Linked DNA regions of Arabidopsis thaliana: region 2 is linked to region 1. The links are chromatin contacts, called in public capture Hi-C maps. All regions are on one chromosome and are shown on one strand. The core of a region is the stretch at or near the end of the contact, and the rest is flanking DNA. Distances in the headings are between cores, read along the strand shown.

Region 1 (6,511 bases), core at 2,021-4,520:
ACTTTTTCTATTCATCGACACACACCTTAATTTTCAAAACCTATATATAGTACTTGCCGTAAAAAATAATGTAGTGATTAAAGAGAAAATGTCTCTATAATCGATTCCTAAGCAAAAGAATCATGCACAATATTAGCATGACTTAATTCGAATTTTCCATAGATGCATTAAAATGTTTAAGCTAATTTGATTGACTTTTAAATGTATCAACTAACTGACTAGAAAAAGTATGAAACTATCCAAAGATCATTTAGGGAAACTTTTATATGCTTGTGAGTGGGAAAGGCAATATTTTTGGCTCGACGGAAAAGACAAACTTAGCCATGCATGCATCAATGCTCTCAAATCACGTTTTTCATCAAATGATTATTAGAATGAGAATTTAATATGTCACCTATATATATCTCTATGTCTATCATGCATCAGTGTAGTTAAAGTATCAATATAAAATGTTTTATACTAACAATACATTTATTAGTCGGACCAAATATCAATATATTCTTGTGACGAACATACTCACGAAAATAAACAAAAACATGAGAACTTAAGCATTGAACGAAAAACTAAAATTTCCATGGCTATCTATACTTTGTGTGACATTCAACTTCCTCGTAATTGTACTTTGTATGAAATTCAACTTCTCCATATAATTGATTTTTGTGAAATAAAATCATGTTATATTTAGGGTTACTTGATAACCAAAATATTTAGATTTTTAGGTCCAAAAGTTTCTCTGACCATGGAAAATAATTTGCTAAATTAGCTAGTCACTTTATACTATCGCTAAAACATGCTGTTTTTTTAAAGATTATATTTGTACACCAATTGAACTCAACAATTGATGGTACGTATAAAATTTCAAGAATATTCATTATCAAATTATGAATAATGAATGTGCTTAGTATAAATTAATCGCTAGTCTCGAGTCTCGACCATCAACTAACGCAACTACAGTTTTTTAAAAAGACTTAGCCATTTATCCGACGTCCAAAATGATGTTTAGATGTTAAATACAAAAACGTTATTGAATGGTCGTTTATTAGACATTATTTTTTGAAAAAATATTTATCATGTAGAATGAAATATCACGCGTTTACTAAATTAGCAAGCGTATATTATCACTTTAATAAATTAGCAAACGTATTTTACTGTACACACACACCTATACATGCAATTGATTCTTGTAGGGCACAAGAGTTCATATAATCGCATGAACATGTATTTGTGAGCCTAGCGAGAGGGACATGCAATATAGATTATAGTAATTTCTGATTAACGAGAGCATCTAAACACACATACGCATGTAAGCTTTTTAAGTTTGGATTAAGATATCCTTTCTTTTCTGGTTTCTACTATTCTCAAAGCAAGCATGCCTGCTGACTCAGACTTATTTTTTATATTTTTCTTAATAAATAATCACTACTATAAATCATTATTAATATAACAATATTATGGCATGAAACTAATGAAACGGCCAGTTATAGTTCCCCTCTCGTTTTCCAGTTTCCTATGAGAGAATTAATAACAACAACAATTATTATCATAATTATTTGATAAGGTAGTGGGTACTTCGAGAAACGATCAATCAATAACGTTTAATTTTCAAAAGCGATAAAGACTGATTTTTGGTTGATCATAATTCTGATTAGAAAGTTGCTTAGGAAAAATATTAGTTTGATGCTTCATTATAAGCCTAAAATATTCATTTTTGCTTATACTAATTAATTAATTGAACACAGAAATAATTGAATTCATAAATTCGAACCCGAGGTTATTCATGATTATTAATTAGATTTGCACCTAATTAAGGATGTCATGTAGCTCTCAAAATTCAGAATGTGGTTTTCACTCAACTGTATTACAATATATAATTTGAATATCTATAGCCTAAGACTTAAAACTGAACTATATAAGTTAGCGAAGTTACGACACTATGACATCAGACTTGTGACCTAATAAGTTGGGGATTTAGTTCCAATGTCATTTTCATCTCGCAGCCCCTAAACTTGGAAGATAAAAAACGTATATAAAAGAGTTGGAGTTTAGATATTTACCTCAGATTCGCTATCCAATTCAAGTTTCTTCATGAGGTACTTAATTAACAATCTAACAGTGATTCTCCCATCTCTTATCCATGCAAATTGAAAACAAATTTGTTAATTAGAATATAATTAACAGAAGAAACTCCCCTAAACAAAGAACTTTTATAACGCATGAGACAAAAAAATAGACTTACTTGATTCTCAAGTAGCTTTTATTTACTTGAGGCAAGAACGGTTCCCTTTCCCTGCGTTCACAAATCCAACGTTATAAAACATATACATGCACATGCGTTACATACTAAAATAAATAGAATTTAACTAAAAATGAATCTAGAAAGAAAAAAAATACTTACTGAAATTGTGAAGCTTGAAGAAGAAACCAAAGACCAGAATGTGGTCTTCTTGGAGGATCAAGAACCCTAAACTCAGAGCTTGGTCCAGCTCCTCCCTCATCCACACAACAGCTTCTTGAAAGACTATTATTATTAGTGACGTCACGGTCACTCAATGATGACGGTCTAAACGGCGCCATATATTGAGGTATCCACGGCTTTGAAGATGGAAACGAAAAGCCGCGATTTAATAACGTTTGAGGCTTCATTAATTGGTGGTTGTAAACCAACGACGGTCCACGCATCGTCAATAACTGATCATGATGATATGGCAGCTGCAACGGTTGCGTCGGTAGGTGATCTATACTACTACTAACCGCGGTTGAGGATGAAGAGAACAAGCTCAGCTCTAATGAATTCTCTCTTCCACTTCCGTTTTTGCTACAACAACGTTGGAGCTTATACGAGCCATCCGTGTTCTCCTCAGGGCCTATACCTAAGCGGAGCCAAGATTTGTCTTTATTATCGTCTACGTTAATAGAACAAACGACGTCGTTCTTTGGGGCCGTTCCGTCGTCTTTCACTGGAGAAGAAGAGATGTTATAATAATCAGTAGAACCTGGTGCTGGATCGGAGACGGAACATGTATCTCCACTAGGATCTTGATTGTTGGTAGTTGTTTCTCTCATCATCATCGAGTCCGTGAAACCGCCGTAAACACCGAAAAGCGTTGAGGATTCAAGAGGAACCATATTGGTCATATGATCTCAGCATGAGTCATATATGGAGGGGTTATTGAAAAGTGAGAAGAGGGGTTAGAGAAGGTATGGTTTTGTGGAGAAGAAATGATTCTCATGAAGAAGATAAGGGTTTTGTTTATTTATTTCCTTTTAATTATTTAATATACTACATAGTTTTTCAATAATTTTAAATGCGTAGGGTTGTGAGTGAGAGAGGACGAGGAAGAGAAATTATTCCTTTGAAAATCTTACTTTCCATTAATTCTCTTTGTTTGGAAGCTTGTGGGAATGTAAGAAAGAGAGAGGGGTGTGATGGTCTCTCTGTCTGTCAGATTTAATTCAATAGAAATATCTGAAATTATGAAAAATTTCATGTACGTAGAGATCATATATACGTAATGTAAAAGTTTATATAATTTAGGACTACACTTTTTCTTTTTCTTACTCAAAATGAATAAACAATATTAATTATTTCTGTAAAAGTTTATTTGGGTTTTATTGACTTTAAAAGGACGAAAGGTATTCCTTATATGAAAAAAGGATGAAATGGGGTGTGTGATCGATCCAGCTAATCGCTTTTTTAAGGCCATGTTCCGAGGACAAAAAATTGACAGACAAAGTTATTATTTTGTTTTTAAGGGAATTTAATTACTAATATCCTTAGAAAGTTTATTTTTAGCCCTAATTGGATGGATTTCTAATGAGATTTTTGGGATAATTTTAAGCTGTTTATTTCTTTCAAGTTGGTTTTCTCTTTTATTTTATTTTGGTAGAAGGGAAAATTTCTAAGGATGTGCTCTCAAGTCAAATTTAGTTCTTCATTGTACTGATCTTTCAGACCATAATCCATGTTAATTTGTATATTATTTCGATATTATTTTATCAAACAATTAATTTGCTATACAATAGAGTTATTCATCACATGAGTCTTTTAGAATTTTTGATATAATCTTACACAAAATACAATAAAGACCATGCATTTTTTTACTGAAAAGGAATAAAAGCACCTGTTATTGATTAACTTTTAACGCACAGAAGTTCATGTTAATTTAACTTTTAATCCGAACCATGTTCCATACATGTAAGAAGATCATATATATATGTACGTTCCATTTTTGTTGTAATGATCGTCAACTAATTTAATCTTCAATTACGATCATTGCAATCTCCTTTTTGTTTTCTATAAAAATCACTCATTTCCTAAAACATTTCAACAGTCTTACAACTTTATCTTTTCATTAAAGTCTTATGAAATAACATCATAAGTTAATCATGTGTATCAACTATCAACCCTAGCAAAAGAACTTGTGAATATCGAGGCGCTAATGTTATACTACTACAAGTTATATTTATAACTACAAATCACAGTCTGCGTAGAAGTATTTTGGTCCTAGGAGTTACAGTAAATTATATTGAAAATTTCTATATTGTAGTATTAGTTTCAGCTTGAAAAACTAAATATTGATTTAAGAAAAAACTTTCTGGTATATATTTCTATTATCTTAAATAAGTTTTATAATATTTATCAAAATGGATAATCAATTATAATAAATGCATTTTCACTGCGACGCTTATCTAGTGATTGATGGTTTTTGATGTTAATAATGTGTAAAACAAAGGTACGTGCATCTTGTTTATTTTTGTAAGATTGTTTTAAAAAAATATATGAAGGAGTACTTGAGTTGCACTTAATTACACATATGCATAAACAGAGAAAGGGTGCATGAGTGACTTGATAAGATAATAAAATATATCCTTTAGATTAGAAATGAGGCAAGTGGAATGGGCAGAGAGTGGAGAGGAATATGATGACAATATCTGTCAAAATGTCAATAATAAGATAGATTACTTGGAATTTTACATAGAATATAGTACTAATATATATACATGCATGATGGGAAGTTGAATCAAACGAAAAGGAAACCATAAAAGGGAGCGTGAAGAGAGAATGAAAGGCTAATAATAAAGAAATGATGCAAGGGAAATAAAGTAGGAGTAGAAATTGGTAAAGCATGGATTCTTTTTTTCCTTTTTAATATATGTAAGGGAAAAATGTGGGTTATATATTCGATGGTTGTAGGATGACATGAATATACAAAAGAAAACCCTAAAATGGTATAATTAAAATCAAAAAAGAAAGAGAAAAATAATGAAAAAGAGAGTTGGGCATGCATGATGGTGTTTGGTATCCCCATAGCCCGAGGACCCAAACCACAGACGACGTGGGGACTCTTCTGCTCTTTCTCTGAACTCCATGTGACCCCCACCCGATTGTTTTTACGTATATACATGGGAATATATACATATATATAACCAGACCTAGTAGCTATAGATCCAGGACCGAAACCCAAATCACATTTATAAAACCGAATATTTTTGCTATTTAAGACGTCTATCTATAGTAAGCAGTAGCAAAGGTGAGACCACAATAATTGTCGTCGATAGTGAAACTCAAATCTTTAACTTGGAATCACATATAACAAGTTTTCTATCATTTCGAACAAATTATTCAATTACACATTCATATACATAACATTTTTTTTTCTTCCTGATTATATACATATACTTTGCACTCCGAATGTTTTTAGATTTTGTTCTATCCGTACATGCATGCATCTAAGTTGTCTATAATTGTGAAGTCGTCTTTGCTGCCGCTGTCACTTTCTTACCTTCCGAAGAGCTATTATGTGCTTTTTGGATCAATATCAACTGAAATTATACCACAAATATAGTCTATAGTGGTCGACAAAAAAGGTAGACAACAGCCGAATCCTAAGGGGGAGTATTTCTACGTATCAAGTTCGCGTTTTGACAGTAAATAAAAATGAAATAACTTAATTCGATATGTTCCTGTCTTCTTGAACTTGGAACATATTATGTATCGAATGTTTGAAGCTTCTTGATAATTCAAATATAAAAAAAGAACTTTTATGATAATATACGAAAATGTCTATGTATTATAAGCTCATAGTTTATTTGATTCAAAAATAAACGATCATAATAGTTCATCCCTAATATCTGATCATAAATGTATATTTTCGCTTAGCAAACTTCCCAATGAAATAGATCGAAGTATATACTTTCCCTAAACTAGAAGATAATTACTGATAATTTATGAATGTTTAGTAAAACATAACATTTATTTTGTTTATTATGATCTTATACCAAAAACAAAAACAAAAAAAGATTTTTGTGACGGTGATAACTATTAACTGATAAACATGAGTCCAACGTACGTAGAATAAGAGTGATCTGGTGATCTACTAACTTAGCAGCTGATTAATCTTAGTGAAATATTATAAGAAACATTATTACTAAAAATCGTTGCAAAAAGTTAGCGAAATTTTGACGTAGCAACGACTGATTGACTATTTCGTTGTCATATCTCGCTAATTTA
Region 2 (6,960 bases), core at 1,564-4,063, 390 kb before region 1:
CAAAAGTTGTCGTATAACCTACCTGTTACAATTAATATACATGCATGCAGATGTGACCATTCTTAAATCTTAATTGTCTTTTAATTTTGATTTGGCCATAAACTTAAATCTAATCACCTTTAGAGGAATATGAATACAATTGTTTAGAATCTGAATATTTTATCTTTATATGCATATATACTTTGCAAAAATAGCTCAATGGATGAAATTCTTTGTCTACGTAAATATATACGCACATTTATATTCCCTTTTTGTATACGTCTATTACATTCATCTTTAATTTATATTTAACTTAAAAGTCGATCTCTTTTAAAAGTGCTTAAAAGTTGTTCTTTTGCGACTATATAGTATAAAGGTACCAATGAGAAAACATTTAGTATAAAAGCACGAATTTGAGAAAAAAAGAGAAACATGAACATCGATTAGTGCTTTCCTTTTTCTTTTACTTTCTTTTCCTCTTGTTTTTTTTTTCCTTTCCCTCATCTTTAACACTTGCTTTAGTGTTTAATAATAACGTACGTGAAAGTTAATTTAAACAAAATATTAAAAGAAACATGCTTTGCTTAACTTTATGTGTTTCTTCTCCAAGGTAATATCCACTCAACCATTCTAGTAGTTGATCAAGCAAAATTGCACAAATTATTAGTCTAATTGTACCACTATCCATGGACCATGACTGATAAGAAGGGATAGATGTTCCATTTTGGTTTAACATAGTGTTGTCCAACTAGAACTAGATTGCACATATACTATTATTAGAAGTTCTTTTTTTCGGATTGAAAAACCAATTCCAAAATTATTTTCTAAATTAATATTTTGGCTGACAAAAAAAACCTCAAAACATAACAAGCATCAAAATCCAAATTCTTGTTTCCACAATTGGTTTCTCTCCATCAATCAGATGTTTCATCCCAACATAAATGATCCCTTGTAAGATCTTAAAAAACTTTGAAAAATAAATTCAAATTAAATATTTATTCCGTTCAAATTATACGATTTTTTAACTAAAAATGCAGATTAAGAAGTATCTTTTTTTAAAAGGTTCATCCAATCATGAAAAAGGTACGGCATAATCAAAATAATTAGAAAATATGAAATAATATATAATTTGTATAAAAACTTGAAAACATTTATAATATAAAACAAACAAGTTTTCCCAAAACATCTTCTATTATAAAACGAAGATGGTATTAATTTTTTATTTTTCTTTAAGTTTTATTGTAGTTATGAACACAAATCTAATATTAAATTTTTTTCTATAGTTTCATTGTCGTCTCAATAATAAAACATTAGATCATTCACTTCAATATATATGACGTAAACCTTTGAATATAAAATTTACACACCCCATAAAATCATGAAATGTAATCTACTGGTTTGTGAAAATATGAATCCAACTCTTATAAAAGAAAAAAATTACGCGCCTTATCAAAACATTATTGTTTTTTTTTGTCATGTTTACTGACATAAATTTAATGTAGATTCAACTCTGCTTATATTATTTTATATAAGAAAACAAAACTCTACTAATACTATTAAATAAAAAGGGACTATATTTATTCGAAATAAATAAAGAAATGAAGAAAATGGATGGATGACTTGGAAAAGAGTGGCCAAAAGATGATGTGAGCCTAGAATTGAAAGCTGATCCCTCTACTCATTCATGCTTAATTATGCTTATTCATCTCTTCTCCTTTTCTACGCAACACACCAAAAACGCTCTCTCTTTGGCGGCTTTGTCCAAATCCAAATCATTCTCACTTAAATAAAGATTCATTGAAATATATTAAGGAGATACACATAAAATAGAAAATTATATGTTAATAGTTGTGGTTCTCAGCTGATAGAAACATCATTTACTTTTTCAATCGCATAAGTTTCCATATGTTTTTTTCCTAATTTCTATATTATTTATACATTTTGGAGATTTTGATAAATATTTTTTGTTTAATTTAAACCTATAGACCTCACATATTCATCTCATGTTGAAGAACTGGGTCAAAGCACTGGGGTCGAAACCGGTAGTAAACTAGAAATGAGAGTTACCTACTTAAATTGCTCTCCTCATATTTCCAAAGATGCAATCATCCAAAAATGTTAGTCAACGGTGAAAACAAAAAGAAATGGATGATGCTTATGCGAATTTAAAAGGAAATAATAGTTATATTATATGGATAATATAATTAGGTTTTGAATGTGATCTTAATTTTGTTTTGTGATACACAGCCCCAGTTCAGAAAATATTAAGAATTTGCCACTGAACATACGTATCCCTTCCAAATCACTGTTGACATACTAACATCATTTTAAAAATATTCAATAATATCTTAATATAAATTTTATGAATTAATTAAATCGAACAAAGCCTTTTTTTACCCAAGATAAACAAACATTTGGATAGCTTGTAAGTTAATTATAGTAGTTTTAGGCACTGTAAGTATCCCGCATAATTCATATATTATTAGTGATTTGGAAATTTAGCAAAGGGAGTAAATTATAAAAAAAAAACTAGAATTTACACAAATTTTGATAAAAGTCATGTCAATTTTTTATTTTTTTTAAAGGAGATGTTAAACATCACTGTTCCTAAAAAAACTTTTTAAAATATACGGAAAGACAATGGAGAACTGTACCAAAATACACACATTTTGGAGAAAAGGAAAAAAAAAAAAGCAAAAGAACACACACATTTTGTCAGCTGATATATATGGATCGATATTTCTTTGAATGCAATAAGCAATAAATGTGCCTAACATATTCTTTCATTATTTTTTTTTAATATTCTCCCTACTAACACTATTGCTTTTCTCTCCTTTCTTACGATAAAGATATAATAATGTTTTCACAAAATCTTTTTACAAAAAGAAAAGAAAAAAACACATTGAAATCTTCTTCCTATAAACGTCTCTTCTCTCTTTCATCACTGCAAGAAACTTAATCACAACTCTCTCTTTAATCTCTTTGTCTCTCTCTCTCTCTCTCTATCTCTCTCTCATTTTAATGGCGACCCAAGATTCTCAAGGGATTAAACTCTTTGGCAAAACCATAACATTCAACGCCAACATCACACAGACGATAAAAAAAGAAGAGCAGCAACAACAACAACAGCCAGAGCTACAAGCAACAACAGCCGTTAGATCACCCTCATCGGATCTGACGGCTGAGAAGCGTCCAGACAAGATCATACCATGTCCGAGATGCAAGAGCATGGAGACTAAGTTTTGTTACTTCAACAACTACAACGTTAATCAACCAAGACACTTCTGCAAAGGTTGTCAACGTTACTGGACCGCCGGTGGAGCTCTCCGGAATGTTCCCGTCGGTGCCGGTCGTCGGAAGTCAAAACCTCCCGGACGTGTCGGTGGGTTCGCTGAGTTGCTTGGAGCTGCGACTGGAGCTGTTGATCAGGTCGAGCTAGATGCTTTGCTAGTGGAAGAGTGGAGAGCTGCTACGGCGTCTCACGGTGGTTTCCGGCATGATTTTCCGGTGAAGAGGCTCCGTTGTTACACCGATGGTCAATCTTGTTAATTATTTTTACATTTTTATTTGTTTGTTTTCGGGTTTGGGTTTGGGTGGTTTGCTATAATTTAACCCGTAGAAAGAAAGAACGTGGTTAAATTTGCTTTGCTTTGATTACTCTGGATACGTACAGGCTAGCAACAAAATTTAACTAGTTAATTACTAATTAATTAGTAGGTTTTTAATACTTGCTTATCTACTAAACAGCTGTTGCTTTTTAATTTCTCTTGCTGTAAATTGAAGCTCGTGGCCGTGGGATTTTTCTTCTCTAAACAAAGACGGTGTGGTTGACCATTAATTATCCTTGAAACTATTTATTAGTAGTACTAATTTTTTTAGTTATTATTGCTCAATCTCATAAACCTATAGAAATCTAACTTTTTTGGTCTTTGTAGCTTCGCATCGTTTAAGTGTACGTAAAGTTAGTTAAAGATTATGGACATTAGTCTAGTTAATCTTTCAACCAAGAAGAAACCTCATTCAATTGGACATTTAAGTTTTCACTTTTCAGCTATAAACTGACAATCACACAATAATGGGATACCTACATAACTAGAATAAGGTTTTTACTGTTTATGAAGAAGAAATTGAACAAATATTGGAACACTCTAAATGTTTGTCCTTCCAATAAAAGACCAGTAAACCACTAATGATAAATAACCTTTTCAAACAGCCAAAAAAATGTCTTAAATCTTAACGAAATATTATGATTTGTGAAAATATATGCCTTATCAACATTTTTGTGGATGACTGTAGTATGTCACATTTTAGTGTTAACATTTAAAATAAACGTTTTAACAGAATTTGTTTACTTCATCAATAATCACGAAGCTAACTAGAAAAGCTACTGTGATGAAGCAGCACATAAAAGAATATGACAGAAGAAGAGAACAAAATCAAGACTTGCTTGTGTGCAAGTCATGTCCTGAGTTGAGAAAAGAAATGGTGGGTCCTGTGAATTGAGTTCTGGGTTGGTCAGAATTTATAAATGCGGAGATAGAAAAATCAATGAGATTTGGATGAGGTAAAGATTAAAGGTTTTGGAAAAAGAGAACACAATGTTGACTTGCGAGGCTAAGAAAAAGAAACTGCAACAACCAGATGAAAACAAACTACATTTTAAGCACTAATAAAAGGTAAGAAACCATGACATAATAAGATCATAAGCAAAACGAGTAATGTGAACAATTCAGACAAGTTTACTTTCTCCATTGAGAAACATCAGTTTCTTTGAGTCCAAACGATATCTAAAACCAGAAAGAAAGAACGATAGAATGAGATTCATACGACCAACTCACTCACTCTCTCAGGACATGATTTTGGCAGACCGGACATAAAGGCTGTCGACGACCTTCCCCATGTTTGCAATGGTTTCGAGGGTAGCCGAGTAGATAGCATCTGCCTTTGGGTCTTCGAAGATGATGAGGCATCCAGCTCCTTGATCCAAGGTACCTGCAAATTTCTTGTCGAGTATCATCTGAGATAGCTTCTTTTCCACATGGTCGAGCGGCAATCCAATGAGCTCAGCAATGTGAGCTATCTCAACTCTTGAGAAGGGCTCGATCAAACGACACAGATTTTGCTCCAGAAGCGTGTCATAGAGAGAAGAGAGATGCCTGTGGACAATTGGGTCATCTTCAAGCTGTGCTTTGTAGTCACGGAGTGCGTTCTCAAACAACTTCAAGGACCTCTTCGAGTGAGCATCAGCGACTGCTTTCATGGCATCCAGGTCAGGGCCAACGTACTGTAGTCCAGCCTTTGAGGAGATTATTCCTGCAACATCATCAGCTTGGCTAACCATGATCTTGCACAGTAACATGTACTTCAAACTGAAAACCGCTCTCGGATCTCCGAGAGCGTTGAAGGACTCAAAGGCTTCAAAGAAGTAACTGTATCCGGTTTTGTAGTCTTTCTCTTCAGCATGAAGAATCCCACTCTGCAGATCTATCGTGCCTTGTTGAGCTGGTGGGACATATATAGCGTTAGCAGCTGTCCTAGCTGCAGTGAGTGCAGCTTTTGCCTTGGGTAAGTTTCTCAATGAGAAGTGAAGTTTGCTCTCCAGCAAGTCTATGTCGACCAGAAGGAGCTTATCATCTAATCTCCTAACCTCTTTTACCAAAGTACTCAACAACGCCAAAGCTTCAACATACTCCTTGTTCTCCATCAAAAGAGCTGCAAGCCTAGCCTCTACTCGCTGCCTGAGGAAAGTACGCTTCTCAGCGCGGGTCCATTCGACCATCTCTTTGCAGAGAGTGATCTGGAGATCAGTTGTTCCAGGAATCTTTGCCACAGCATCAATGATTCCTCTGACGATTTTCGCAGTTTTCGCCTTGGGGATTAAGGAAAAGAAAGGCCTCAACTTGGTCAACAGTTTCCGGAGATCCTCACCTCTCTTCTCTTCAGTCAATCGATCACAAAGGTTTGTAATCGCTTGCTCCTTGATCCGTATAGCCTCAGGAGATGAAGAAGGGTCTTCCAAAACCTGGTACAGTATCGTAATAGCCTCCGAGCTGTTGGCTTCTAAAGCCAGGGAAATCGTCTCTGTGGTAGCACGATAGGAAACCATTGTGGGTTTAGTGCAAACTCAAATCCCTGCAACAATAAAGCCATAGACCTGTTAATGCAATGTTCAAATATTTCTCCTTTCAAGCTTATTGATACTCTTTAGGTTTCACATCACTACAAAAACAAATCCATCTTCGATACATTACCAAGATAATCAGATAAAGACAAGCCACGATGGTAATTTATCACTGTAATTTATCAACTCTTCTGTACCTAATGATCAAGACAAGCCTAGAGATCTATCAAAGACAAAGATACAACGAGGCTACAATAAGTAATACAGGAACTGAATTACAAAGCCTATGAAACTATAACCTAATTTTTAAGTAATAAGATGAATCACAGAGACATAGTTCAGTAATTACTAACTTATTCAGTTCGAATTCTTCGACTCAAATACTTTTAAGATCTATTTAATTTTGTATTCAGCTTCTTTCAATCAGAATTAGAACATCCTCGGGCCCATCTTCACTGAGATCAACTAAATCGAAGAAAGCTAAACCCTAGAACTATCGAGACAAGGAACCAGATGTGGTTTTTTAAAACATCGAAAACAATACGCATACCAAAACCCAGAATTAAGCAGATCTGATAAGCAAACCCAGAAGAAGAATTAATGAAATTTCGCAAGAACAAGACTTACCGATGAATCGTCGGGGGCGTGAGATTTTGGTAAAGCTTTTCGACGACGGTATAGAAGAAATAAGAAGAAGAAGATTCGAGAGTTTTTTTTGGCTTGAAAGAAAAGATAAATGGACAGTCTTCTCGTAGTTTTACAATTTTTTGAAGGGTATATTTGTCTTTAGATGCTGAAATCAGGAAATAGAGAACGCTTAACAAATTCGGCGTCTTAAAATCTAGCGTTTCGGATTCAGA

What was found. Capture Hi-C pulls out chosen DNA fragments and counts their contacts.
Region 2: a contact with region 1 is called in a capture Hi-C map of seedling, with 2.6 times the contacts expected there. A contact is called at or near these places in 2 of 3 other capture datasets (seedling and shoot).

Annotation. Positions count from the first base shown.
Region 1 is chr1:9,786,450-9,792,960 of TAIR10.1, reverse strand. It overlaps AT1G28080 (RING finger protein), which reads right to left and starts at 3,270. Exons shown (of 4, transcript NM_001332798.1): 1 at 2,396-3,270; 2 at 2,237-2,287; 3 at 2,055-2,127; 4 at 1,415-1,507. The coding sequence starts at 3,135. The coding sequence ends at 1,463.
Region 2 is chr1:10,180,365-10,187,324 of TAIR10.1, reverse strand. AT1G29160 (Dof-type zinc finger DNA-binding family protein) reads left to right here and starts at 2,813. Exons shown (of 1, transcript NM_102657.2): 1 at 2,813-3,935. The coding sequence starts at 3,001. The coding sequence ends at 3,528. ATS9 (non-ATPase subunit 9) reads right to left here. Exons shown (of 2, transcript NM_102656.4): 1 at 6,728-6,960; 2 at 4,537-6,111. The coding sequence starts at 6,085. The coding sequence ends at 4,826.